7 separate regions of the Mus musculus genome follow, and all the other regions are linked to region 1. Evidence: chromatin contacts called from public Hi-C, HiChIP or PLAC-seq and promoter capture Hi-C data. All regions are on one chromosome and are shown on one strand. Each heading gives the region's core, a stretch centred on a gene start, on an enhancer-like site or on the middle of the called end of the contact. The rest is flanking DNA. Distances are from core to core; before and after follow the strand shown.

What was found. Promoter capture Hi-C pulls out the DNA fragments that hold promoters and counts their contacts. Hi-C and Micro-C count contacts between places; a contact is called where the count stands out from the background. HiChIP or PLAC-seq counts read pairs in DNA pulled down with a chosen protein or histone mark. Capture Hi-C pulls out chosen DNA fragments and counts their contacts.
Region 2: a contact with region 1 is called in an H3K4me3 HiChIP or PLAC-seq map of embryonic hindbrain, with 4 times the contacts expected there. The contact joins the promoter of Trp53rka here to the promoter of Cd40 in region 1. A contact is called at or near these places in 2 of 39 promoter capture datasets (cranial neural crest and embryonic stem cells), 7 of 484 Hi-C or Micro-C datasets (the CH12 cell line, the G1E-ER4 cell line, cerebellar granule neurons and 3 more), 5 of 115 datasets of contacts at active chromatin or transcription factors (bone marrow-derived macrophages, embryonic forebrain, embryonic hindbrain and 2 more) and 2 of 9 other capture datasets (adipose tissue and liver).
Region 3: a promoter capture Hi-C map of embryonic stem cells shows a contact between it and region 1, with 7 times the contacts expected there. The contact joins the promoter of Slc13a3 here to the promoter of Cd40 in region 1. A contact is called at or near these places in 3 of 39 promoter capture datasets (the 3T3-L1 cell line and embryonic stem cells), 1 of 15 datasets of contacts at CTCF or cohesin (the NIH/3T3 cell line), 10 of 484 Hi-C or Micro-C datasets (the CH12 cell line, the G1E-ER4 cell line, cerebellar granule neurons and 6 more), 4 of 115 datasets of contacts at active chromatin or transcription factors (embryonic basal ganglia, embryonic midbrain, embryonic stem cells and 1 more) and 3 of 9 other capture datasets (adipose tissue, liver and macrophages).
Region 4: a contact with region 1 is called in an H3K4me3 HiChIP or PLAC-seq map of embryonic forebrain, with 5 times the contacts expected there. The contact joins the promoter of Zfp334 here to the promoter of Cd40 in region 1. A contact is called at or near these places in 2 of 39 promoter capture datasets (embryonic stem cells and neural stem cells), 11 of 115 datasets of contacts at active chromatin or transcription factors (embryonic basal ganglia, embryonic forebrain, embryonic limb bud and 6 more) and 2 of 9 other capture datasets (adipose tissue and pancreatic islet).
Region 5: an H3K4me3 HiChIP or PLAC-seq map of embryonic basal ganglia shows a contact between it and region 1, with 6 times the contacts expected there. The contact joins the promoter of Zfp663 here to the promoter of Cd40 in region 1. A contact is called at or near these places in 3 of 39 promoter capture datasets (the 3T3-L1 cell line, the HPC-7 cell line and liver), 1 of 15 datasets of contacts at CTCF or cohesin (the NIH/3T3 cell line), 14 of 484 Hi-C or Micro-C datasets (B cells, DN2 thymocytes, the Patski cell line and 9 more), 10 of 115 datasets of contacts at active chromatin or transcription factors (craniofacial prominence, embryonic basal ganglia, embryonic forebrain and 7 more) and 3 of 9 other capture datasets (adipose tissue, liver and pancreatic islet).
Region 6: a contact with region 1 is called in a promoter capture Hi-C map of adipose tissue. The contact joins the promoter of Dnttip1 here to the promoter of Cd40 in region 1. A contact is called at or near these places in 2 of 484 Hi-C or Micro-C datasets (CD4 T cells and CD8 T cells) and 3 of 9 other capture datasets (adipose tissue, liver and pancreatic islet).
Region 7: a contact with region 1 is called in a Hi-C map of B cells, with 11 read pairs. The contact joins the promoter of Ube2c here to the promoter of Cd40 in region 1. A contact is called at or near these places in 1 of 484 Hi-C or Micro-C datasets (B cells) and 1 of 9 other capture datasets (pancreatic islet).

What each region holds. Positions count from the first base shown.
Region 1 is chr2:165,054,029-165,057,917 of GRCm38.p6, forward strand. Cd40 (CD40 antigen) reads left to right here and starts at 1,608. Exons shown (of 9, transcript NM_011611.2): 1 at 1,608-1,730. The coding sequence starts at 1,680.
Region 2 is chr2:165,491,122-165,495,010 of GRCm38.p6, forward strand. It overlaps Trp53rka (transformation related protein 53 regulating kinase A), which reads right to left and starts at 2,193. Exons shown (of 2, transcript NM_001007581.1): 1 at 1,926-2,193; 2 at 1-590. The coding sequence starts at 2,181. The coding sequence ends at 112.
Region 3 is chr2:165,470,925-165,474,813 of GRCm38.p6, forward strand. Slc13a3 (solute carrier family 13 (sodium-dependent dicarboxylate transporter), member 3) reads right to left here and starts at 2,273. Exons shown (of 13, transcript NM_054055.2): 1 at 2,127-2,273. The coding sequence starts at 2,237.
Region 4 is chr2:165,386,659-165,390,547 of GRCm38.p6, forward strand. Zfp334 (zinc finger protein 334) reads right to left here and starts at 1,601. Exons shown (of 5, transcript NM_178411.3): 1 at 1,303-1,601; 2 at 268-330. The coding sequence starts at 282.
Region 5 is chr2:165,366,513-165,370,401 of GRCm38.p6, forward strand. Zfp663 (zinc finger protein 663) reads right to left here and starts at 2,224. Exons shown (of 6, transcript NM_001379474.1): 1 at 2,123-2,224. Gm29831 (a long non-coding RNA gene) reads left to right here and starts at 659. Exons shown (of 3, transcript XR_001783548.2): 1 at 659-701; 2 at 1,095-1,327; 3 at 1,847-2,139.
Region 6 is chr2:164,744,297-164,748,185 of GRCm38.p6, forward strand. Dnttip1 (deoxynucleotidyltransferase, terminal, interacting protein 1) reads left to right here and starts at 1,719. Exons shown (of 13, transcript NM_133763.1): 1 at 1,719-1,862; 2 at 2,411-2,481; 3 at 3,167-3,263. The coding sequence starts at 1,758. It also overlaps a transcript of Wfdc3 not described here.
Region 7 is chr2:164,768,186-164,772,074 of GRCm38.p6, forward strand. It overlaps Ube2c (ubiquitin-conjugating enzyme E2C), which reads left to right and starts at 1,744. Exons shown (of 6, transcript NM_026785.2): 1 at 1,744-1,895; 2 at 2,182-2,209; 3 at 3,108-3,194; 4 at 3,669-3,873. The coding sequence starts at 1,795. Dnttip1 (deoxynucleotidyltransferase, terminal, interacting protein 1) reads left to right here. Exons shown (of 13, transcript NM_133763.1): 13 at 1-35.

The DNA of each region.
Region 1 (3,889 bases), core at 358-2,857:
TGTTCCCAATTAGTGGAACTGTTTTGGAAGATTAGGAGGCGTGGCCATCTTGCAGGAGGTGTGGCCTTCTTGGAGGAGGTGTCTTGGAGGAGGTGTGTTGCTAGGGTTTTGAGGTTTCAAAGGGCTATGCTAGGTCCAATCTCCCTCCACCCTCTCCTACAGCCTGTGGCTTAGGGTGTAAAGCTCTCTGCTACTGCTCCAACGCCATTCCTGTCTGCTTCCTGCCATGATGATCATGGGCTAACCCTCTAAAACTGTAAGCAAGGCCCCCAGTTAAACGCTTCCTCTGTAAGAGTTACTTTGGTCATGGTGTCTTCATAGCAATTGAGCAGCATGGAAGTCAGCCTCCAAGCCTGGGGTTAATGTAGCATGCCTGCCTTCCCCGGCTTCCTTTTTCTTGCAGCCTGCTCCCTCAGCGTGGCTTGGATGTTCAGTTTGCAGGATCAGTATCCCAAGCACTAGCTAGTTCAAGTTCTTGGGAGGGAACTGAGAAGGAGAGTGCCACTCAAGTGAACTCGATGCATCAGACCAGAACCCAAGCCATCCTAGCTGCAGAGCAGATGTGAACTCTGGTTCAAAAATGGTGGTGGTGGTGCGGGAGGCGTGGGGTAAAGACAACCGAACAACCTAGGTTTGATATAAGATCCCACAGGATGGAGGGAGACAACCAACTCCCCGACACCCATATACTCTAAGAGGGGAGGGGGTATGAGGAGGAGGAAGAGGGGAGGAGAAGGAAGAGGGGAGGAGAGGGAGGTGGAGGGGGAGAAATATGAATGATGAATAGTGGGTGGTACTGGGAGAGATGACACCCAGGGTAAGATGCCCGCCATACAAACATGAGAGTTCAGATCCTTTATCTGGAACACCCCTCAGCCTCCACCCCCACCCCTCCGAAAGTTAATGGAGGAATAGGGAGGGTCTCTAGTTTCCTATCATTTCTCAAAGGGCCTTTGACCCTATGAAAGGCTGGTCCGTACACTAAATGCCTGTCTACAGCCTCTGGATGGAGCTGGGGTGGGATAGAAGTCGGTGGAGACACGTGGGTGGCACGCATGGCTAAGAGGATGAGATGCTGTCCCCTACTCGTAGGAATTTCCTTCTCAAGAAAGAGAAACTGGGTAGGGAACTCATTTCCTTGAATCGCCTCCTGGCCCTTCAGCTGTGGTCTTTCCCGTTTTCTGACTTTGCGGTGACACTGGGGACTTCCTTAGACCTCTCTGGAGACGCTTTCGGTTCTGCAGAGATTCCCAGGGGTATTGTGGGTGGGGTGGGGTAACAATAGTGTCCCTGTGGCGCTCCCCAGTCCCTATAGTAATCCTTCACCCCTCTGCTATCTTGCAATCAGGAGAGTCCTTAGCCCTGCTATAGGTGGCTTTTGAGGTCCTGGATGCGAGGAGGGGGACTGGGGGGTGGGTCGGGTAATGTAAGAAAAGGGCTCCTTTTGGGACCCTGGCTCCTCCAGCCACCTTGGTGCCCATCCCTTAAACTCTTGGGGACAATCAGACTCCTGGGAAGGTCCTGGGGAAATCCCTGCTCAGTGACTAGCCATAGGCCCACCGCGATTGGTGCCCGAAGACCCCGCCCTCTTCCTGGGCGGGACTCCTAGCAGGGACTTTGGAGTGACTTGTGGCTTCAGCAGGAGCCCTGTGATTTGGCTCTTCTGATCTCGCCCTGCGATGGTGTCTTTGCCTCGGCTGTGCGCGCTATGGGGCTGCTTGTTGACAGCGGTGAGTGGCTTGTGTTCTAACCTCCAAGGGAGTTAGGGCTTAGAGAGTGAGAGATGGAAAGAGGAAAGAGGAGACAAGACTTTGGAGATGAGAGATCTTCCTACTGGAAGCGGCGGTTAGTAGGATGGGCAAGATCTCTCGCGTCTTGACACACACACACACACACACAAATGAGGTGGGCTGCTCCTCTTTCCTTCCAGAAGGTCGGGGTTCTGTTCCACGAAGCCCACAGGGGAACCTTAGGGAGGGCATTCCTCCACAGCGGTGCCTGGACAGCTTTGTCTGACCCAAGCCTTGGCTCCGGAGCTGACTGCAGAGACTGGAAAGGGTTAGCAGACAGGAAAGCCTGGCTAGGGGGAAGGGCGGGTCTGGCCTGTTTCCTGTCACTTTCCCATTGTGGACAGATGTCTGCCACCTGTGGTTATCTTCTCCTTGCCAGTTGGGGCCACTTTGTCTAGGGAATCTTGTGCGAACAAGACCCCAGGTACTTTTTAGGGAAGAGGTAATTTACTAACCACCATACCCGTATCATAGCTGAGCCAATCTAGAGAAATCCCCAAGTTTGTGCCTCTGCCTCATGAGCTTAAGGTGGTACAGGAGACACCCAGAGGATGAGGAGGAAGAAGAGGAGGAGGGGGAGGAAGAGGAGGAGGGATAGCTTTAGAACCCAAGAAAGGATAAGAGACCAGACTAGGTTTCTCCAGGCACCAGCAGGGCTCAGACCCAATCAAGCGCATCTTGGGGATTTCTAGAAGCCGGCACTTGATTCGCTTTTGGTTTAAATGTATTTCTGCAGTTCCTCATTCTGGAACCTGGGAATCCCCTGACTACCTGAGTCTCAGCCCCTCTCCTCTGGCGAGGCTCCCCTAGCTTTCAGGCAGGGTAGATTCTTTCCGGTTGGTGACAGGGACTTCGGTAACTTCATGGGTTCTGAATTGTCCACCCAGGAAGGTGTCGTGGTTCAGGACTGGCTTTCTGCAGCTGGGACAGTCAGTGCCCTAAGCACATCCCTGTCCATCAGCCAATGTCACCTGTCCATCAGCCAATGTCACCTATCCCAGGTTGGTCTAGTTGAGAATGACCTTTCACATTCTTCTTTTTCTTCTGTTCACGCATGGTTTGTGTATATGCGTACATCTGTGTGGGAACACACGTGTGCTTGCATGCGGTAGCCTGAAGTTCATCTCATGAGTCATCCTTGGACACGGTCCCTTCTTAGTCATCCACACAGGGTCTCAAGCAAACCCAGAGCTCCCCATAGGGCGAGTCTCACACGTCAGCTGGCTCTGGGGACCCTCTGCTTCTGCCCTCTGAAGCTGGAGTTACAGGGAGGCCACTACAAAGACCTGGTGTTTGCACGTGTTTCTGGAGATCAGAATTCTGGCCCACCCATTTATATGGCAAACACCTTGAGAGCTCAGTCATCTCTCTTGTCCTTGAATCTCTGATCCTCCTGCCTTCACCTCCCTAGTGCATACACCACCATGCCCAGTTTTATGTGGCACTTAGAATAGAATCTAGGGCTTCATGCATGCTAGGCAAGACACTATACTTACTGAGACACACCCCCAGCCAAAGGACATAGACTCTGACATGTGGCCTGCCAAGAATCACCATGGAGGTTAGCCGCAGGAAAGGAGCAGAAGCGAGACAGTTGCTTTACTAGTTTTCATTTTTTACCCCAGGCCAGTGGTTCCTTTCGCAGAGGTGGTCTAAGACCATCAGAAAACACAGATATTTACATTAGGATTCAGAACAGTAACAAAATTACAATTATGAGGTAGCAACAAAAATAATGTTTTGGTTGGGGGGGGGGTCAGCACCACATGAGGAACTGTAATGGGCCCCAGCGTTAGGACAGTTGAGAACCACTGCTCTAAATAAGACTTTTAGGGAGACTGGATGCAGGAAGACGGTGAGGTGAGAGAGAAGTGGATGAGGGCCTTTGGGAGGGATGGAGGAAGAAACAGAGGTGTGATGAAGGCTAGTCTGGACCACTCAAGAACAAAGTCTGCCCTTGTAAGCCCCAATCTGGGCTCCAGGGAGGGGCTGGGCCCTGAGAGAAATAGCAGGTGTTCTTTACTGACCTCTTCCTGTGCAGGGGGCTGTGAGGGAGACTGCATGTCACCTTCCTGTGTGAGGGAGACTGCATGTCACCT
Region 2 (3,889 bases), core at 943-3,442, 440 kb after region 1:
GGATGGTGGTGGCCCAGCACGATCACAGACCACTTAACAACCCATGCTTTGCTGAGGGGTCCAGCCTCGTCTACATCATCCTTCACCGTGAGCCAGTTCACCACAGCTCCACTACCCGACCATGGACCGCTTTCGCCCTCTCAGGCGCACCTCATCTAACTTCTTCAGCACTGGACTGGACTTCTGGGTCGAGGCCCCGTAACTCTTCAGAAAGGCTTCAAACACGGTCTCGGTGTGGGGGTGCGTGCTGAGGAAGGCCTTCTCCAGGACATAGAGGTCGACGCCTTTATCTTCCGGCAGTCCTGAGACAAAGCTCAGCCCAAAGTCGATGAGCACGATGTGCAGCTGCGCCAGGGGCCGCCTCAGGAGCATGTTGGAGGTGGTGAGGTCCCCGTGAATGAGGTCTTGGTCGTGCATTCCGGCCAGAACCTGCCCCATCCTCCTGGCCAGGTCCAAGAGGCACTGGGGGTCCTTTTCAGTCTCCATAGTGGATTGGATATAATCCCGAACAGTCACCGAGTCTTCGATTTCTTCCATATATAAGCAGTTAGACGCATAGTCCACAAAGAAGACGACTGGGGCAGCTATCCCTGCAATGGACACACGTGGTTAGGGAACGCATCTTCATGAAGGCCAGCTTCATGCACAGGCAGACAGCTTTGGAACAGGGTTTAGACTACTGTGGAAAATGATACAATTTATCCAGAGCTTGCCCTGTTAAAGCCCTGCAGGACTACGGCCTGAGACCAGGCCAGGGTAAGTCTGGAAGTATCAAGGCTTGCTCCTCCTTTCTCAAGCCACCTGAGGACTGGAATTCATTGCTGCTCCCTAAAAACAAACAAAACAAGAAGCCAGAAGGAAAGCATCCTGCAGTCTGGGCAGTTTCTACCTGACAGTCACCAGGCAAGTGGCTAAGCAGGGTGTCACCTTACAGGCTCATCTGTGCTCTGGAACAGGCAGGTTCAGATCCCTTATTAGGCGTGAAACCTCAAGGTTCCCTTAGCTACTCTATGCCTCAGTCTCCACAACTGTAAAGTGGTAACAAAACCTCCAGTTAACACCAGGAGTCTCTCCTGAATGTCAACCAAGTTCAGAACAGTTTCCTAGAAACTGGGGTACCAAGGTAGCCCCCACCCATGTCTGATAAAACTTACAAAAGGTAAAGGAGAATATATGAACACTTCTTTATAACTCCATTGCCCCTCTAGGGCAGAAAAGCACAGGCCTGTTCACTTCTGCATTTCCCCTGGCTCCTGGCACCTATCAATGTCCTGGCAGTGGGCACCTAAAAACCATTAAAGAGAAAAATAGCAAAGGCTCGGTGGTTCTGGGCCACAGACAGGCTGCCTGGTAGCTGTGGAACCTCAGGCACTTCCCCTCTTTGAGTCTCATTTTCTCTGGAGTAATGTTGTTGTTGTTGTTGTTGTTTTGTGGGGGTGTGGATGTTTTTTAAAGAAAAGAATAACAATTTAATGAAATCAAACATTTACTGAACTATGTCAGCATAAGAACATGTGATGCATATGCCTTCTTTAATGACCACAATATCCCTGAGATTCCGGTGACATACAAGGTAACTGGGCTAGACGACTCGCTGAATGGCTACGAGGGAGACAATGCAGGGAGAATGTGAATCCACAGAGCCCGGCTCCTGCCACCCGCCTGTCAGGACACCTACTGCTTAAGACCACCAAATGGAGAGGGAAGGACGGTAAGCAGAAACAGAGAAATGAGAAACGGAGGGACCCGAGCGCTAAACAAGCCCCGCGAACCAAACAGAATGGCGTCCTGACTGTCGCCTTGAGTCCTTAAGCATTGCCATCTGATCCTGTCCCCTAGAAATCGGAGCCCCGTCTCTCACGTCCCACTGGTCTCCCGCAGCCCTGTCTGTCCCGTCTCCCGGAGCCCCGTCCGGCCCCCCTCACCCGCACGGCGGCAGCGGAGCAGCGCGCGCGCCTCCTGCACTGTCCGCCGCCGGCCGAGCCGCGCCTCCAGCTCCGGGTGCCGGTAGCTCTTCGGGAAGCGGTGCTTCACCACGGCCGCGCGGCCCTGGAAGCGGCCACGGAAGACGCGCGCCTCGGCGCCCTGCTGCACCAGCTCTAGGCCGCTCAGGAAGAGGCGGCTCCGCTCGCGCGCAGCGGCCAGCGCCTCGGCCTCCGCCTCCGAGGACGTGCCAGCCATGCCTCCGACTCCTTCCGACCCTGACCGCGCCGCTTCCGCTCGCTTCGGAAATCCTCCGGCCTCTTCCGCCATTAACACCGCCCCACACAACACACTTCACCCTGCTAGTTTGGTTCCGCCTCGCGACCTTTCCGCGCTCAGCGGAGCCTCTAGGACCTGTAGACTTGGCCCTTCCCTGTCTGTCTTCGTGAGCGCTCAGCAACTTTAGGCCAACAGCTTCTCACTCTTCATCACGGTGATGCTCCGGCTTTGGGACCTTTTTTTTTTTTTTTTTTTTTTTGAGACAGAGTCTCACGGTGTAGCTCAGATTAGCTTTGAACTCGTGTCCCACTTCAGTCTATGGAAACATGCTCTAAGCCGGGAAGGAGGCAGGGACTAGGCGAAGCTTTCTATCCGGAGACGCCACCTGATGCCTGGCACCAGCCTGTCAGCAGCCAGCACCATCCCTCTCAGATCCGGTATCTTCAACTACAGAATGAGGCTGCCTGGTTCTGCTAGGGTGAGGGCTTATCAGAATTAAGAGGCTGATTACGCGGTGCCGGTGGACAGGGCTCTCTTCACATGGCCTTTGACCCCCTTGTCCCTGCCCCACGCTCCTTGGGGCTCTGTTGAAAATACAGAAGAGAAGCCCTTGAGTCCCGGGTTGCTATGGCACCAGCATCTTGGCTCTGTGGTCCCTGGGTTTCGTTCATATTCATGGCAGGTCCCTTTTCATAATCAGACCCTTTGTGTGGGCAAAATGTGTTTTCCAGCAAAGCGCACCCAGAACCCGGTTCGTTTATATCCCCCAGTGCTCAAGTCTGTAGCTTCATTATCATAATTGTTTGTGTCCACCCAGCCGTCTCTATGGTAACCAAACCCATCTGAACCCTTGCCTTAGAAATCTAACTGTGCAAAGGTGCTGACCAAAGCCAGGCTTGCTAAGTCAGGCTGAGTTTAGCTCTTTAAAGCGGCTTCAAACCTTTCAGTGTCTCCCTACTGTGCTAAGAAGAAAGACCTAAACCTTAACTGGGCCCATGGACTCCTGCATCCCTTATAAACCCTCCCCTCTCCAGAATCCCCACCCATCCTCCATGATGCTCCCTCGGCACAGAGCCTTTGCACCTGCTATTTCCTCTGCAGGGAAATGTTTGTCCAGCTCCATATCACCTAGAGCTGCAGGTTATTCTCCACTGCAGGGTCACTTCCCCAGACAAGCCCTTCCTAGCCTCTATGAGGAGAGTGAGTTCAACTGTTATCAGCCCTGGTTTTCTACTTTCCAGACCTGTTTCAGATTCCCTTTGGTTTTGGCCGTTCAACTGCTTGATTGATGACCCACCCACCCCCCAACACACTTTACCCTGCTAGAGTGGTTCCCATCACACAGAGCCCCCCACCCTCCTGCTGTGTAGCTACTCACAAGGCAGGGATTGTATTGCTTCCATCTCTCCCTCAGCACCAAAGAGGTGGGTACTGGCCTAGAGTGTCTTAGGGATGGTGCATATGTGTGATCCCAACACTCAGAGGCTGTGCAGTGCTCAGATGCTCAGACAGGAGACTGCAAGCCTGATACTAAGTGAGACTGGGGGGTTGAGGGTAGGGACGTTTAGATTCAAATTTTGACCTTTTAAAAATATTTCATGAGTGTGTGTGTGTGTGAGACTTTTTTTAAACAACCAAATGGGGAAGTGGAATTGACAGTTTCTTGTCTACCTGAGTGCTGAAAAGG
Region 3 (3,889 bases), core at 1,023-3,522, 420 kb after region 1:
GCCTGGACATGCCTCGGGCTCAGAGACTTCCAAGCAGTCTCTGATGAGGGAAGTTGGGTAAACACTACAGACACTCCAAGCTGCCATCAGCTTTTTGAGATTGGCCCTGCAGGCTTAGGGAGGCCATGTCTACACTGCCTGCTAGCTATGAACCCGGAGTTGCCTTCTGTGGAATCACATTTCACAACCAAGAGGAGGACACGCCAGCTCTTACCAGCCAGGAGCTTGAGGAAAACTACGTAAACCACTCTGAATGCAGAGATGTCAAGCCTCCTCACCCAACGGATCCACCTGCTTCCCAAGGCCAGGTCCTGGCAGTGACATCTCAGGCTCGCATATGCAGTTCTCACCCAGGGAGCCACAAACAAATGAGTGGTCCTTTCCTGATAATGAAGAGGGCGCCAGCCCAGTGCACGCAGCCCCACCGAGCATGTGTGATCCTCTGACCCTGCCGTACAGTGTCATCTACACATGCCTGAGAATCTCACCACTGACTTACCCCAAAAGTAAGATTCAAAAGTCTCAAGATGCATTAAGTTTGAGGATTGTGCTGAGCCACACCCGCTGCTATCCCTGGGCTGCGTTGGGCAGGTTACCCGGCCTCCTAGGCCTTTACTTCCTCACGTGTCAAGTAGGAAGGCAAACACAGGCACCTCCCTGGCTGAGCAGACTGCCGAAGATACTGCTGCAGAGCCTGGCCGGAGGCCTTTCCTTATCAGGCAGGCCACAATCCCTGACATCTACTCAGCTAACACAGGTTAAGGTGGCTGTGGCTGCCCCATCCAGTTAGACCCAAGGTGGGACTGTCCCTGTCTTGGCACGACCTCACCCGAAACCCATGCTGGTGGGTCTGCTTTTGTGATTTTTGCCTCTGGGGTAGAGCACACAGCAACCATGGTCCCTGCAGGCATAAGGTTCCTATGCATCCACCGTCCCTATCCAGACATCTGTTGGCCACAAGACTGATGTCCTGGCTTGACCTTCCACCTTTTCCTGAGCCGATCACTCTAGCCTCAACCGACCGCAACACTGATTCCCAAAAGTAAAGAGACGGTCATCTCATTTTAAAGCCAAGGAAAGTGAAACCTGGACAAGGAAGGGAGCCGGGGAGCCCCCAGGCCAGTTGCTCGCTCGTCCAGGGCCCCATTGGCCTTGGCAAGAGTGACCTACTCCTTCTGAGGTCATTTATTTGCTCTCTTCAATGTCAACAGAGTCTGACGGGCTAGATAGCTGAGAACTAAAGGACTTGCTGTGCACGGCCAGCCTGGGGTCACCGTTCCTTGTCAGGCACGCAGGAGCCCTTCTGCAGCAGGCTGCTCCCTGGGGCTCTGCTGCCTGTCACATATTAAAGGACACCATCACCTCTCCTTTATTTTGTGACCATCGGCTAGCTCACTCAGCACTGTTGTGATGTGGCCAAGTACCTTCTGGAAGAAGCCACTTAATGTGATGGGCCTCGTGCCCTTCAGGAAGTCCTGATGGGCTGGACACAGGTGCTGGTCCCTAGGAACTCACTCCAGCCTTCTCTCTAAGAGAACTGGACTCTGGGAACAGCAAAGGCCCTGGGCTCTCAGATGTGGGCACTCAGGGATTTCCCATTGGGAGTCACCCATGAGAGTGTCCCCTGCTGTCTCTAAGCCTTAGTTGACCCAGCTTGAGTGGGGAGGGGAGGTGTTCTGAAGGGAATTTTTTCAGGGGTGACACAGGACAGGTGACACCTCTCCTAGGAAGCACTCAGGAAGGTGTAGTTCTCCAGTCATTGAGCAACTGCTACAGAGCAAAAGCAGTTAGCACCCATTTAAGACACCGACATAGACTGATTCCTTTATCTTCACCGTGAGCCTATGATGCGTTATCATATTCCCTCTTTCTGGGTAGGGGGTACGCAAACCAAAGTTCAGAGAGGTTAAGTGACTGGCGACAGGTCACACAGTTGTTCTTCGGAAAGACTGTGAAGGGCTATATACCCCAGTAGCACCAAGCAAGCCGTCAGAGCTCAAACTTTAGAAGAGTGGGAGGACCGAGAGAGGCAGACCAGGGAGAGGCAAGGAAGGGAGAAGGGGAGCGGGTGCTCCTAGGGGTAGGCAGGCTCAAGGCGGGAGGGTCTCGACCCGGGACCACCGTACCTTGGGCGGCAGGGCGAAGAGAATGGGCAGCAGAGCCAGCGGCACCAGCAGCAGCACCAGGAGGCGCCGCGCGCTCCACACCTTCTTGGCCAGCGCCGCCAGCGCCGCCATCCGCGCGATCGCTGGAGACCAGGCGGCCCGACTGCCCCTCAGCGGCCGCCGGCAGGGACCTAAAGCCCCAAGGGACGGGGAGGAGCCATGCGGAACCGCCCCGGGCCGCGCCTCCTTGGTCTGGACAAGGAGCAGGGAAGGGGCCCCAGAGCACCCCACCCGCCCCCGCGCCCCACTCTGGACTCACGTGGGAAATGGGGCAAAGCCCAGGTGGGACTAAAGGCCTCAGCACCGTCATCCCACTGTCCAACCCTGTAGGGACAGACCAAGCTACTGAGACCTCTAGTGACCGTGGTTGCAGCCTCTTCCAGACTTGGAGGTTGGTGGGGGGGTTTAAGTGAGATAGTGCTTCGTGCAAAGGGCCGGGTCACCTGTGGGTAGGAGCTTTCCCTTCTCAGTGACAGATGCCACAACCTGCTTGATATTGTGTGTGTTGGGACAGGCTCTTATTTAGCCCAAGCTGGCCTGCATCTCCCTATGCTGCTGAGGACAACCTTGAACTCCCATCCTCCTGCCACTACTTTCTGAGGGTTGGCATTATGGACGTGTGCCAACGCCCCTGGTTTCATACGGGCAGCTGCTAAGTCAGCTTAAGATCCAACCTCCACTATTTTAAGAAAATAGGGACTCTTTGGTCTTACTCTGCACTATTCACATTCCCGCTAGCAGCTCATGGGGGCCCAGCTTCTCCACATCCTCCGTGGACTGCTGAGCAGTGATGGATCAGCCGGACTCTTCTGTTTCCCAGAGATGCCTGGAAGGAACACACGGCCTTGGCCATGCAAAGCAGAAGGCACAAGGCCTGACTCTGCTTTCCGCCCTGAGTGGGTCCTCCACCCTCCTTGGGATTGCGACATGTTTCCCCACTGGCTACTGTCAATGGGACCTTGTCCTGGCTCCTGGGGCCTGAGTGGTTTCTGTGGAGAAAGGGACTTGTTGGAAAGTTTCTTGGTTTTTGTCGTTTGGAGGAGGGGGCAGGGGGGGGTTGGTTCAGAACATTGCATACACACAGCTTATAATCTATGGGCACTGCCATCTTACCAGGTCCTGTAAAATATGAGAGCCTCATTGATCCCTGTGTCCCTTTTGCTTATCATTCTTAACATTGCTGCTGCTCTGCAAACATTTGGAATCATGGCCATGCTGTGGGCATGCTTAGTCTCAACTTCAGGCTTAGAAAACCCAAGGTCTTGTTAACATGGCTGACTTCAGTCCAGCCACAGCGATGTAATACCCTCTCAAACTAGATGGAATGTGACAACCAACGAGGTCTTCCAACAACGCGTGCCCACACTCTCACATGCCTGTACACACACACACACACACACACACACACACACACACGTCATACACACACATGGAGATAGAAAGTACAGAAGAGGGGCTGGTGAGATGGCTCAGCAGGTGAAGGCACCTCCAGGCCTGGTGACCTGAGTTTGGTCCCTGGGACCCACCATAGAAGAAGAACAAAGATTCCTGTAAATTGTCCTCTGACCACCACACACAAGTATGCATTCTCTCTCTCTCTCTCCCTCTCTCTCTCTCTCCCTCTCTCTCTCCCTCTCTCTCATAATAAAATAAAAGCTACACAAGAAAGAGAGGGGAAAAGGGAAGGGGGCAGAGAGAAAGGGAGGGACCACTGTGCTAACGTC
Region 4 (3,889 bases), core at 351-2,850, 330 kb after region 1:
GTCCTGGAACTCTCTATGCAGACCAGGCTGGCTTCTCACTCAGAGATCCATCTGCCTCTGCCTCCCAAGCGCTGGGATTAAAGGCGTGCTCCAGCACATCTGGCAATGCCTTCTGTTTATTGGGGTTCACTTCTCTGGTACTGATCTGCTTCCCTTACTTTCCCTGGCGCTGCCTTTTTATACACGTCTACCACATCCAGATGTACTCGCTGCGGGTCTATGAACAGCCACTGCCAACGGTGGGACGTGAATCCCTCGGTGACTTACCTGGGTACTGTCCATTTCCAGGCGTTCTCAAGAAAGGGCCAGGAACCACCGGTGATCCAAGGGCTGGGTGAGGAAGAACAGGGAATGTGATCAGCAGACTGGCTAGCAGCTCGACAGTGACTCACAGACATGCCCTGGAAGGAAAGGACCCTTCGACCTGCGTCATACAGAAAGCGTCTGCGGAGGGAAGGCCCAGGGCAGTTTTGAATGGACTAATCAGAGCTTTTCTTACTGTGTGAAAGGAAACAAAGGTGTGAATTGAACTACTGTCTTATTCAGGTCTCCTTAAAAAACAAACAACACTTCAGAGTTCATATTAGATCATATCAATAAGCTCTAGTATATATGAAGCCTGAAAGAGCAGGCCAGCAACTCTGAGATTCTATCAATCAATCTATCTATCTATCTATCTACCCTCTAGTTTTTTGGGTATCAATTATCTATCTATCTATCTATCTACCTACCTACCATCTAGTTTTTTGGGTATCAATTACCTGTTTTCCTACTAATGCATTCAGCAGATGAAATCAGAAAACCAGACAGAGGGAGTGAGGGGTTTAAGATGCGTATCACTCTGCTCCCCTCCCCCAAGCTTAACTGCAGTTTCATGAGAGGGAGGCCTCTGCTTCAGTGTAGCAGAAGACAAAGCCCTGGCCTTCGAATCAACACACCAGATTTCAATTCTTGGTTCTGGCACTAGCAAACTACCTAAATGGTCAAAATAGCTGCCTTCCTCACTTGAGAAGAAGTTCGACTCTCATAAAAACCCTTTCCTGTAGATACTCTTGGGTCATTCTTCTATATAAAGGAAACCAGTAAACTCCAGGATGGTGATGGACGGGGTTTGAGCAACTCTGGCGAAACAGAATGGGGACTCTAATGAACGACACGCATTTGTTCGAAGTGATGCAGAGGCCTTTTTCTCAGCCATGGCTGGCATCCCTTCCCTCCCAAACGAAAGACCCGCCAATGAAATCAGACCTGCTCATTCCCTCAATCGCAGCTCAACCCTTAAGCAGCCCCCCGAAGCTTTACCGGGCCAAGGGCATCCGCAGGACTGCTGGGATCCGCTTTTTGCACGCACACACCTCTCTCCTTCCCAGGCTGCCCGCCCGGAGGCCTGCAGCCCCGGGGGCGCCCGCTAGCCTCGCCCGGCCCCTGGACACGCGCAAGCCTCCGCGGGCCCCAGGAAGGCGCTGGTTCTTCTGATCCTGCCCCGGAGTCGCCACCCGGAATTCCTCTGGCTCAGGGGAAACCTCGCTTCTTTTGTAGCTCCCAGAAGGCCCCAGGCAATTGTGGCGCACAGAGGCCCCTCGAGCCTCGCCTGGAAGAGCCCCACGAAACGGAAACGCATCCATAGAGCCTAGGAGACCGCGCATGCGCAGAGTCTCGGAGCGGCCATTCCCACGGTTCTCCAAAGGGTGCTGTAGTCTTTCCAGGACTACATTTCCCACAGGGAGTTGCGGCCCCCACCCAGCCGATAGCCTCTGAGGCGCTAGGGCTTTAATCACAGTAATTTACGAGTAAAAACCATGAGTACAAGAAGAAGTGTGAGAATAAAAAATTAGAGCTCTGTAAAGAAATTCCAACAGTGTATTAAGAAAAAAATAATAACCAAACAGTTGTAAGCAGAATAAAAATGTATCGACGACCTTCCCAAAATTACAGAAGAGACCCCCTAACAAAGAATCAAACCATCTCTAAATATCTTAAAAGAAAATAATCGCCATCCTGTTTATTACTGACTTTACTGACAGGTGCATACTCTCCTGCCAATTTTACAGAAGGAGAAGTCACAATAAGTAATGGCAAAATATTTTAACAGTATAATATTTTCAATTTTTATTTTATTTTATTTTATATGTATTGATATATTGCCTGCCTGCATGTATGTCTGTCCACTACTTGCGTGCTGTGCTTGGTACCCCGTGTCTAAGAAGGCCAGAAGATGGTATCATGTAGGTGCTGGGAATTGAACTCTGCTCCTCTGCTATAAATCACTGCGCCATCTTAACAATATATTTTAACATGACCAATTATATTTAATCCAAGTAATATAGAAACTGCTCTTCATCCATGAGGACAAATTGAATACGTGTATATATTTTGTTTTATTTATTTTTTTAAAATATTTATTTATTTATTTATACACTGTACACTATAGCTGTCTTCAGACACTCCTGAAAACGGCATCAGATTTCGTTACGGATGGTTGTGAGCCACCATGTGGTTGCTGGGATTTGAACTCAGGACCTTTGGAAGAGCGGTCGGCACTCTTAACCACTGAGCCATCTCACCAGCCCCCGTGTATATATTTTAAAAGAGGAAAGCTATGGAATATCTTAGTCACTGGAAGGCCAGACAGTTTCTGACACAGTTATCTGTTATGTTTAAATACCAAAAGGAACTTCGAGATGCAGAGGCTGAGAGATAGCTCTCAGTGAGCCAGACTTCCAGGGATTCAATGCTTGTATACTGTCTCCCACATCAAACGTGGCCATGATGTAATTTAAATAAAGGGGTCATAAGAAGGGACACTGCAGGCTTCAAAAAGCAAACCTGATATCCTGGCAGTCCGGTTTGTTTGCGGTGTTCCTAGAGTTTGTGTATGACTTTAGTTAACTAGTTACCAGAGATCAAGTGGAAACCAAAAGAAGCAGAGAGGCAATGTGGAGAAAAGGCAAATATTTCCCAGAAACCCAGCCATGCCTCCCCTTCCAGGGATCCTTGTCAAGACTTCAGATGCAGGGAGTGAGCCACCCTGAACATTGCATGCAGTTACATTCTTGGGTGGCCTCAGTTGCATATAGACTCACATAAAGCAGAGCCACAAAGTGCATACCTGTAAGCACACACAGAGCCACAAAGTCCGTACCAGTAGCCTCATAGCACGGAGGAAATAACCAGTTGCATCATTTTAAGCCACCAGATTTTGGGGGTAGTTTGTTATGGAGCAATAAATACATGGTGGGTCTGCAAGATGTTTCAGTAAATAAAGGCATTGCCAACAAACCAGATGACCTGCTGTGGGTCTCAGGGGTCCACATGGTCGAGAGAGAGGACCCAGATCTGCAAGCTCCATGTGTGTGCCGGGCCATTCTCAGGGGTATGTACCCGAACCCATGCCAAGTCAAAAGAAAACTGAAATGACTTTGGGGAAAGATAGATTTTAAAAGCAAATGTATGGGGGAAGGGAATGCAGTTGGCTTCTAGATATAATAAGTGAAAGAGTGGGCTCAATTATTAATAGTGCTTCTAGAAATAACTTCAATTTAGTATTTTTTTAAGTCAAGTAAGGAACAAGAAAATTAATATAGAAGATTTGAAAATGAATTAGAAATTAGCCATATGGGATGGTTTGAATAGGCATGGCCCACATAGACTCATGTCTATGAATGTTCGGCCCATAGGAAGTGGCACGACAAGGAGGTGTGGCCTTGTTGGAGTAGGTGTGACCTTGTCGAAGGAAGTATGTCATTGTGGAGGCGGGCTTTGAGGTCTTCTATGCTCAAGCTACACTCAGTGTGAACACAACCTCCCTCTGCTGCCTGTGGATCAAGGTGTAGAACTCGCAGCTCCTTCTCCAGCACCACGTCTGCCTGCCTGCCTGCTGCCGTGCTTC
Region 5 (3,889 bases), core at 974-3,473, 310 kb after region 1:
TCCTTCTTGTTCTGTGCATGTGTGTATATGGGGACATGTGTGGGAGTGCCCCAGGAGCCCAGAAGACATCAGGTCCCCTGGAGCTGGAGTTATGGGTGACTGGAGCTGCTTGATGCGGGCGCTCAGAAACAAACTCAGGTCTTCAGCAAGAGCAGCGCGTGCTATTCCATCTCTCAAATCCCAACTCAAAGGATCTATGCTGCTGGCAACGGGGTCAGTGCTTTAAGTCAGATCTGTCATTTCAGTATCTCCAAAGGAGTTTTGTTTGGTTTCAAGAGATTTGACTTAACTGAGACATGTGGACAGTGGCCTTGGAGTCAGAGAGTCTCACTGATTCTCACGCAGTCTACTTGCGATGCTGGGGACTGACTACTCTTGTTCAGCGCTGGGGTCTGGCAGCCATGGCCTCATTTAGTGCTTGTATCCAATGATGTAGATACCACTGTTACTCCCCGAGGAAATGCAGGTGAGGAATAGCAGAGCCATTCTTATGGAGGGATGCGTTTCGAAATGTGAGCCATGTAGTAGTTAAGGATTGCTAATTTTGAAGCAGAGCAGCACACCTCCTGAACTGGGATTGGGCAGCACAGCCCTGAGGTCCAGCAGTGTGAGAAGCAGGTTATGGGAGGAGCTTCCAGGGGGCGGGGCCACCGCCTCTGCCTGCACTTCCTCCTCATATCACCTCCTGGCCATCTTCCAAGGTACTCTATGCCCAAGCGCTGCTTTTGCTTGCCTCCCTTGGCTGGCCTAACTCACTTCCTCCCTTTGGAAGGTGGCGCACGCCACTGCTGAAGGGCAGGGGTCTCATGGGGTGATGGTTCAGGAAGAAGGCTCTGCAAGGGCTTCACAAACTGAATGTGGACTCTGCCTGTTTCTTGGGCCTCTGTCCTGCAGCTGTGGTACACTGCAACCTAGACGGGAGGGGAGGAGGGAGGGAGGCGGAAGGGGAGGAAGGAGGGGAGGAGGGAGGGAGGCGGAAGGGGAGGAAGGAGGGGAGGAGGGAGGGGAGGAGGGAGGGGAGGGGGGAGTGAGAGGAGGAAGGGCCTCCCCTGGGGAGATTCCTGCTTCTGGTGTGTCCTTTTTTTCCCTCACAGGATCTGTGATCAGAGAACTCTGAATCTGACTTCAAGGTACCCCGCCCCCTCTCAAGTGAATGTCCAGACCAATGGTGACACCACCCAAAATGAATTTGGAGGCCTCTTTGCAGACTTCAGGAGTTCTGTACCCAGCTGTCTGCTGGGCCTGGGCGCTTTGGTGATTCCGGTACAGGCTGAAAACTTCTGGAAGCCTAACTTAGTTGTCTGTAAACTGCAGTGGGCACAGACAGGTGGGCCAGGCAGAAGGGTGTAGAGGCTTTGATTGAGCCTCAGCCCTCCACCCTCCAGGCAGGTCCTGTGGCCCTTGGGGAGGAGCCATGTGAACCATAACGCATAAGAGGGAGGGGGAGGGAGGGAGGGAGGGAGGGAGGGAAACTAAATTGAACCTATCTTCCGATTTGGGGTTTGCATCCCAACTCTCTTCTGCAGACCACGCCCTTCGCCCCGCCCCCTCAGTCTTTCTTCTCTTTCGGAACTCTTTAACAGCGGCTTTTAGAGCCAAATGGTGCACAGGGCTTAATGAACAGGGCATGAAGGAAGACAGACCCCTTTCAGGTTCTGAGCAAATGCCACTATCCCATCGAAAGCCTATCTCAGGCATTGCCCAGAACAACCCGGAGGCAGGTTCAGGGAAGAACCCCTACCCGTGTACAGACAGTGGAGCAGAGTCTTAAGGTCCTTTTCTTGCCCGTGGGGACTCAGTAGTAGTGCTCGAATTTGAACTAAGACTCTGAAAACAGCCTTTTCAGCTACAGGTCCCTTGCTGCTCTTGGCCTACCTGACCAGGACAGGTGTCATCGGACTTTATCCTCATCCTATGATAGAGTGGAAGTCACTTGCCTGGAGCCCTCGCAAGCAGCTCTGACATCAGAATGCCTTCCCTAACTCACTTTGTCCCGACCACCAAACCCTGTCTCTTCTCCTTGGAGAAGCCCACCGCCGCCTGCGCGAAGCACACTCGAGGCAGGTGTTGACACGTAAGCCTCCCCGAGCCTGGCAATGCAACCCTCCAAATGGGCTCTCACCCTTAGGCGCGCCTGTCCTGGGGACCGGGTCTCTGAGCAGCGCGTAGACCCCGAGGATCTGAGGGTTTCCTCTGCGCTCAGCGGGACGCGGGAGTGAACAATGAAGATGAACTGCACATGCGCAGCAGAGATGCTAGGGACCCGTTCCCGCGACCCTCTTGGCCTCCATCACATTCCAGACTCCGTTCCCACGGCGCCCGCCCATCGGGCATTTTTTAATTAATAATTTAGAGTATTTCCAGTTTGATTTGAAAGTTGCCTTGCTTCTGTGACAGGCTTAAACCCAAATGTTCCTAAGAATGCCAAGTACCATGGATAAAGGTGAAAGGTCCATGTAAGATGCTAAGTGGGAGGAAAGAAAACAAAACAAAAAAAGAAGAAATCATTTAAAAAAAATCATCTTAGGAAACTAGGGGCCTGGGGAGTGGGGGTCGGGTGGGAGAGGAGCAGGGCATATACTACTGCATATTCCTCATATGGATGGGACCTGACATTCTAACCGTGTGTCACCAGGCACTTTATAGGAAACAGAAAAGAACTATCTCATTTAATCCATGGGCAGGGATCAACACTAGCGGCTCCCAAGGACTTGACTGGAAGTCTTGCTTTAGAAAAATGTCAAACCTTATCTAAAAAAAAAACAAACAAACAAACAAAAAAAAACAATAAGATTGGAAAATATATTTTGTAAGTATATGCATATGAAAGAAATGGTTTAGTGGCTCCATTTAATTATCTCTTACACATTTGTAAGAAGATCACAGTCCCATAAAAATGATCTATGGATACAAAGGACTAGTAATAAAAGGGAGATGCAAATGAGGAATAAATATGCAGGCGCTGGTCATAAACTTCAGATAAAAACTGCAAGTCTTTAAATACTTTTTTGCCTTCACAGTAGGTGAAGATTGTAAGGAAATATGATGTGCAGAGTGGCTGAAGTTTGGAGAAACGCCCGTTCTCATAAATATCTTCTTGGGATGTAATTCGCAGAACAATTGGAGGCCACTCTGAAGGAGTGTGTGCTTTGTTAACATGGTCATTCTCTCTCCAGGGCTGTGAGCGAAGGAGTTAAATCCAAAGATGGGTGGGCTCTTCTTGGTTTTTGCTGGTTGGAATATGCAGTGGTGGTGGTGTGTGTGGGTGTGTGTGGGGGGGATTGAGTTACAAAAACTATGAAAATCCACAAAGTGGGATATAGGTCAATTGTTAAAACCTACAATGTAGATTACAACATGTTAGTAATACACGGAAGTAGGTAGAACTTACAATGTAGTTTTAAGATTTATTTTTAGGGCTGGAGAGATAGATGGCTCAGTGGTTAAGAGCACCAACTGCTCTTCCAGAGGTCCTGAGTTCAATTCCCAGCCACCACATGGTGGCTCACAACCATCTGTAATGGGATCCGATGCCCTCTACTGGTGTGTCTGAAGACAGCAACACTGTACTCACATTAAATAAATAAATAAATAAATAAATAAATAAATAAATAAATAAATCTTAAAAAAAAAAAAAAAGCTAGCTGACCAGTGGTGTTCTACCATGGTGTCTGCCCTGACTCCCTCTGTGATTGATGGGACTCATAAGATAAATACAACTTTCATTATTTTTAATTGTGTGAGGATTCAAGGTTCTCTAGAGGAACAGAACTGATAGAATCACACACACACACACACACACACACACACACACACACACACACACGATTTATTAGAATTGCTTACAGGTTAAGTTCAACAATGTCCAGCTAACCCAACAATGACTGTC
Region 6 (3,889 bases), core at 469-2,968, 310 kb before region 1:
AAGACTATCTTCATATATCCAAAGCCAGGCATGGTAGTGTCTGCTTGCCATTCCAGTCTTGGGAAGGCAGAGAGAGACAGGTAGATTACACTGTCAGCTTGGGCCTAAATTGAAGCTCAGCCTAGAGCTACAGAGGAGGGTCTTGCCTAAGGGAAAACAAAAACAAAAAAGCCACCATTGTTTAAAGCAAGGAAGTGCCTTGTTAAAAGGTGGATGTTGGGGCTAGAAAGATGGCCCAGCAGTCATGGAGCATGTGTTGCTCTTGTAGAGGACCAGGGTTCAGTTCCCAGCACCCACAGGGAAATTTACAATTATCCATAACTTTATTTCCAAAGGATCCAATACCCTATTCTGACCTCTGCGGATACCAGGTACATAAATGATGTACATACATACATGCATACCAGCAAAACACTCATACACATAAGTAAACCTAAAAAAATAAAAGTGGACGTTGGAACATGGAACAAAACTGGCATTGTTGATTATCTAATATGTGTTTTATATGCAGTATTTTAATACATACAATAATATTTCAGAGGAAAAAGTCCTTAAGTGACGGTTGCTGGAAATTACTATTATATTAGAATAATTTAAGGAGTTACTTATACCAAAGTTTTAAGTGCTTTGCATAAAATAATCCAGCCCTAGTATCAACCATATGACGACTCTGGGGTCAATTTCCAACACGACATAAACCAAACGTGGACTGTGGCATGCCTGTGAACCGGCATTGTGGAGGTGGAGGCAGATCCTTAGTTACATGGTCCAGGCTGGAATACTTGAAACTGTGGACGAATGACCGTGCAATTAGTATGCAGGAGAATAGCGGTAAGCGATCCAGTCCCACAGCCAATGTTCTTAGCCTTTGGCTTTGAGACAGCTCTACACCACAGCTACTTCCTTCCTCGGTGTTGGGGTTATGTTATCACACCAGGCCCTATCCAACGTTAACGATCATATCACATCAGGTTGGAATCTAGATCTTTCCTAACACAAAATTCATATACGTTACACTACCTGCTTCTTGTGACCCGAGAAGAGTTATTTTATCACCCGTAACTGAATCCGAATTCTTTCACAGACAGCTTACCTCTCTGAGGTAGTGCTAAGAGGAGCTCTGGAGAACGCCACAGTTGTTAAACCTTTCATCCCCTACCTATCCCAGAATCAACCATCTAGGGGAGAGAAGGCCAGCTCTCTGCAACAGGACTAGTTCACAAGCCAAAACCCAACTTTCATTCTGATGCCTTTCGACACAAGCGGCAGCCCGCAAAGGCTAGTAGTATGGTGTTTAGGTGTTTGGGTATTTAGGGTGGCACCAACAACCCCTTCTTTTGTTGGCTTTCCCGGTTCCTGAGTCAGACTACTCCAATTCGGGGGAGGCTGTGCTAAGATTTCAGATGTTCCTGCGGTTTTCAAAGATTGAACTTCGGGCTGCCCTCATCCGAAGCCCCGTGCTCCCCCGCTGAAGTGTATGCTCTGCTGCCCTCACACCGCCCTCGTCCCTTGACTGAATGGCCCCCGAACACCCACACTCGGTCCCCAGCCGTTGTCTCCCAGGGGTCTGGAAGCCTCAACGTCGTCCCCGACACCAAAGACGAGGTGGCTCCTAGGCGGCAGTTCGGTTCCCATAGCAACCCCACGGCGCACGCGCGTCGCGCTTCCGGCCGGGTGGCTCGGGCGCTCCCGTGACGTCACGGCGCCGCTTTCCGGTGGCTGAGTCGAGCTGAGGTTGTTGTGGGCCGGGGGGCGCCATGGGGGCGACTGGCGACACCGAGCAGCCGCGGGGCCCCGGCGGGGCGGAGCGAGGTGGCCTGGAGCTGGGCGACGCGGGCGCGGCGGGCCAGCCGGTTCTCACGGTGAGGGCGCCCGGGCGAGGCCGGGGCTCGGGCCGGGCAGGGCCTCGGGCTCCCGGGCCCCGGGCCCGCGGGCGAAAGAACGCGGCGGCCGTGCGGCCCTGGGAATGTCGTTTTCTCAGTGCCGCTACAAGCTGGATTCAGATTGTAGCTAGGTGACGTGGGCCTGATGTGACACCCTCTGAGCGCCAGGTTTCTCTTCTGTGAAATGAACAGCAATAACCCGAGCTTGCTGGAGTTGTGGTGGGATGGGCTGATAAAGGCGGGTAGAACGCCCTGACTCGTCACCCGCCTCATAGTAGACCCTAGGTAAACACTGCTGCCCTTCCTCTTGCTCTTCCAGAAAAAGCGAGCTTTGGACATTGGTGACAGAAAACATTTTCCCAGTTCCTCCACCCTGACAGGGTCTTCCAGCCACTGAATTAATTCCCCTTCACCCCAAGGTGGGAGAAGTGAGAAGCAGGAACGTCTAGGTTTAGCGCCATACTCACTTTCTCCTCATCCTCACTATGAGAAGCCTCGGTGACATTTGCCCACTTGGTCCCCAACAGAACCCTTGGAACATAATGATAAAACATCGGCAGGTGCAGCGAAGGGGCCGCCGATCTCAGATGACCACAAGGTAAGGCTCGACCTGGGTGAGACCTGAGATCCAGTTGTGTGGACTGCAGTGAGTGCTTTGGGAACCCCACTGTAGGAGTCTGAGATCAACAGCCCGTAAAGAGCACAGGAGTGGGGAGGCTGTAACTTCCTGTCACCTTGTCAGGTCCACATCCTAACCAAGCAGGGAAGGAATGAACGTCTAGTCTGTCTCCGTGATTGAAGTCTGTAAGTCAGAGGATGTGAATTCAAGATTACAGACATCTGTTCTAATGCAGACTGAGATGTTTGTTAACACAAGCCTTTAGCTTTTCTTAGACTCTGTTTTCTCAGCTTTGACATGGGGCATCCAGCCTGGGGAAGGGATGGGCCTTGGGAATTCTTCTTGTATTTTTGACCTGGGATAGTGATAATCATTTATTAATTACAATACTTGGCAGAGGCAGGCAGACCTCTGTGAGTTTAAGGCCAGCCTGATCTATGTAGTGAGTTCCAAGACAACCAGACTACATAGTGAGACTCTGTCTCTAAAAAAGGAAAAGAAAAAATATGTGTGTATTATATTTCATAAAATACTTGGAAAATAATTCCTATTTCACAGAGTTATAATGAAATAAATTTTAGAATCCCATGTTGCTAACTAGCTGAGTAGTCTGGGAAGGTCTGTTTGGAACACTCCCCTGACTCTGTCTCCCCAACAACCCCAGTTTCACAGACCCAGCCATCTCTATGGATCTCCTCCGTGCTGTCCTGCAGCCTAGCATCAATGAGGAGATCCAGGGTGTCTTCAACAAGTACATGAAGGTGAGGACCTGGTGACTAAAGCCAACTGTACTACTAAACAAGACTGTACAGCCAGGTGCTGCAGCGTACGTGCCCGACCACTCAGGAGGCTGAGGCAGCTGACAGCCAGCCTGGACAGCACAGTAAGACCCCTTAGACAAGAAAAAACAGAATGGAGGCTGGAAAATACAGCCTCAGTGGTTAGGGGTGCTTGCTGCTCCTGCACAGGACTCAATTGTAGTTCCTAGCACTCACATCAGGCCACTCCCAGCCTCCTGTAACTCAGGTGCAGGCTCCAGTGCCCTCTTCTGACCTCTGCAGATTATAACCAGAGTATAAATTCCACAGGTATGTACACATAAATATATTTTTTTTAAATCTTAGAAAAAAACAGGCATGGTGGCATATACCTTTAATCCCAGCACCCAGGAGAAAGAAGCAAGCAGATCTTTGGAGTTTGAGGCCAGCCTGGTCTGCAGAGTGAGACCCTCTCTGAAAAGAAAGGAAAGGGGAGGGAGGATAGAGGAGACTTGCAAGCAGGATAGTCCTGTCAACAGTCTCTCTTGATATTCTTGCTACACAGATATAACAGGTTTATACACCCCAATCACTTTTTCACTGCTTGGGGGTGATTTCAATACCTTTCT
Region 7 (3,889 bases), core at 494-2,993, 290 kb before region 1:
TTGGAATAAGAAGCAATTAAACAGTTTGTAATAAACACAGGTAGTGAGCCTGCTATAATGTCTGCCAAAGAAGTATGCACACCAGAAAAGGACCACCTGCCCACCTGCCCGCCTACCCGCCCCCATCTGTGTTCTCTGCCAGGCTGCCCTGGCCTTGTTCCAGTTTAGGAATGTTGCACAAGGTGAAGACTGGCCCAGAGGGTTTGATGGCCTACCAAAGGGAAAATGCGGTTGCCTTTTATTTTCCCAGTGTTACGTGCTAGTACACTGACTGACTGCTAAGGTTGTACAGGAAATTTACTGGAGAGTATGAACTTTTTTGTGCTTTTTGGGGTTGAGACAGTATCTCTTACATACACCCTGGCTGACCTTGAGCTCAGAGGTCTCGCCTTTGTTGAGATTAAAGGCGTTGAGCACCATCAGATCCTGTTTTTGTTTCTTTAAGGTACATTCTCATATAGCCCAACCTAACTTAGAGATGACCTTCAACTCCTGCCTGTTACCACCTTCCAAGAAATTATAGGCATGCACCCCCTGAACCCACGTTTACTAATCGGGAGTCTGCTGTCTCACCTGCCTAGGTTGTTTAAGTTCTTTTTTTTTTTTTTTTTTTTTTTAAGATTTATTTATTGGGCTGGTGAGATGGCTCAGTGGGTAAGAGCACCCGACTGCTCTTCCGAAGGTCAGGAGTTCAAATCCCAGCAACCACATGGTGGTTCACAACCATCCGATCACGAGATCTGACTACCTCTTCTGGAGTGTCTGAAGATAGCGACAGTGTACTTACATATAATAAATAAATAAATAAAATCTTAAAAAAAAAAAAAAAGATTTATTTATTATATGTAAGTACGCTGTCTTCAGACACTCCAGAAGAGGGAGTCAGATCGCGTTAAGGATAGTTGTGAGCTACCATGTGGTTGCTGGGATTTGAACTCAGGATCTTTGGAAGAGCAATCAGTGCTCTTAACCGCTGAGCCATCTCTCCAGGCCCCCCCCCCTTTTTTTTTTTTTTTTTTTTTTGGTTTTTGGTTTTCGAGACAGGGTTTCTCTGTATAGCCCTGGCTGTCCTGGAACTCACTTTGTAGACCAGGCTGGCCTCGAACTCAGAAATCCGCCTGCCTCTGCCTCCCAGTGCTGGGATTAAAGGCGTGCGCCACCACGCCCGGCTTAAGTTCTTGGGAACCCAAAGTAACTAACATTTTAATAGGGTGAGGAGAAAAATGCTTCCTATTCCAGAAGATGTGCCCCCTGCTGGGCGTGTCCCTGGACGGACCAGCGAATTTGGACGGAAGTCCAACCACCGCCCGGTGTGTGAGCACTCGTTCGTGAAATCTCAACACTTGGCAGTGAAAGCAGGAGGGATCAAGAAGTCAAATTCATACCTGGCTGCACAGCCAAATCACAGGCCAGCGACAGGAGTCGGGGTTCCAAAGAGACCCGGCGGGGGAGGGGCGGCGAATACACGTGGACCGGTCCTTGGACCCTTTAATGGTCGGCGTCGTCCAAAGGCCACCAATCCGCCACCGATTCGTTAGTTAATGGCAGCTTTCTTCACCAATTGGCTAGCTGAGGCACGCCCCGCCGTCCAATCGTGGCGCGTTACTGGGGAGGACCTAGCAGTTGCGCAGGGGCAGAGCATTCCGGGGCGTCCCATTGGCTGGATCAAACCTAAGCGAGCCTTTGATTGGCTAGCGCAGCGGGAGGGTTGCAATTCAAACGCGGGCGGCGGCCCGCAGCCCCGCAGTTGCCCTTTCCTCTCCACACTCCTGTCTCGGTGCCAGTACCTCTGGGATGGCCTCACAAAACCGCGACCCAGCTGCTGCCAGCGTTGCCGCGGTTCGAAAAGGAGCCGAGCCCTGCGGGGGCGCCGCCCGAGGCCCTGTGGGCAAGCGGTGAGTGGTGCGGAGGTCACCCCGGGGCTTTGGGACAAATGAGGGGGTACCAGGAACGCAGGAAATGGAAGGCTGATGGCGCTGCCAGGCAGCTCTCATAGGTTGCCCTGCGAGCGCTGGGGTTAACATGGGGTCGAAGGCTCACCTGGGTCCTCTAATTGAGTGCCAGAGCTGAACCTGCCTTTGAAGAAGGGGTAAGGCCTCCACGACAGGATAGTCGTGTGGGAAGTGATATATTTCCTCGACAGTATCCATTGCCCCGAGTAACCCCGACTTCTCCTTGCAGGCTACAGCAGGAACTGATGATCCTCATGGTAAGTGTGTTCTAAGATCAATTGACCTACCTTCCCATCCCCCACCCCGTTATCCGTAACTTCCTTTACTACTTCAGGCCACCTGCTAGTATGGGTGCAATGTACTCACTTATGGAAGCCCTTTGAACGCCCACCGTCACGAGCTCCGCAGCTGTCGGGCTTATCTGGGCTCATCGATGCTTACCTTTTCAGGCCCCAGCTCTAACCTTGCCCAGCCCCACCCTTCTTGGAATTGCTGGTCCCATCACCTTCGAATTCTCTCCTCTGGTCGTCCTTTGCTACATTACCCCTAAATAGCAATCTGCATGTTTTAGTGACACTTAAATTCCTGGTGAAAACCAGATTTTGGAGGGAAACTTTGGAAGCACGGGAGGTGCCTCCTGTTGCCTCCTAGCCTGGCGATCAGCCTGAGAGTTGGCTCTAACTGCTTTATTCAGAGGCAGAGTATGCTGCGGGCAGTGCAGGCTCTCACCCAGTGATTGACCCGGTCAATCAACAGGTTCAGTCAACAGGGTCTGCAAGAGAGAGAGTGGAGATGGAGGGGCAAGAGATGCAAAGAATGGGGACAAGACAGTTTCAAGTCTCATTTATTGGAAGGCAACTATAGGTGTATAAGCACAGGCTGGGGAGTGCAGCTGGAGACACTTAGCCAGTCCAGGATGTGTTTGGGAAAAACAGGATGATATTAGAGTGTGTTCAGCTGTGGTGAGCTTCTTGCAAAAGCAGCATTGTCTCTCGTCAGGGTGGAAAAGTACCAACCTGTAAGTAAATAGCCTGAGATGGCTGCAGAGATGATAGCCGCTTTCTGCTAAGAGTGGGCTCCCAACAAGTGACCCCTTTGGCTGTGCCTGAAAGTGTACACTGGAACCCAGCAGTTGAGTGTTGTTTCCTTCCTCAGACATCTGGTGACAAAGGAATCTCCGCCTTCCCTGAGTCAGACAACCTGTTCAAGTGGGTGGGGACCATCCACGGAGCAGCCGGCACCGTAAGTGGGCAGCACTTTGCCTGGGCACAGGCTCTGAGCCCTGTGGCCATGTTCTTTTAGTATGAGAGGGACTCTTCAGGCAGTGCCGTCTATAGACCACGATAAAGTAGGGTAGAGGACCTTAGCTTGAGGGAGGGCACAAACAGCTTCCTGTTAATGCAGATATGGTTTTAAATCATCAGAAATTGAGTCTAAAGTCTCACTTTAGCAATTGAGATACTATTCGGACCACTCTGGTAGCCCTCGGAATGCCGGGTCACAATCTTTGGACCGGAAGGTCACTGACATCACTAGAAGAAAGCACCATTGGCCAACTTAACGTCTAGCTTGCTAGTCAGATGCAGAAGCACACAGAAGTTCCTACCTGCATGGCCCTTATTTGGGGCTTGGATGGAATGTGGGCTGCAGGATGGGATGGCGGCAGTGCACAAGGTGAGCGGGGGACTTACTCTCCATTCTTTCCCCAAATGCCAGGTATATGAAGACCTGAGGTACAAACTCTCCCTAGAGTTCCCCAGCGGCTACCCTTACAACGCACCCACAGTGAAGTTCCTCACACCCTGCTACCACCCCAACGTGGACACCCAGGGCAACATCTGCCTGGACATCCTCAAGGATAAGTGGTCTGCACTATATGATGTCAGGACTATCTTGCTCTCTATCCAGAGCCTGCTAGGAGGTAACTTCTGAGACGC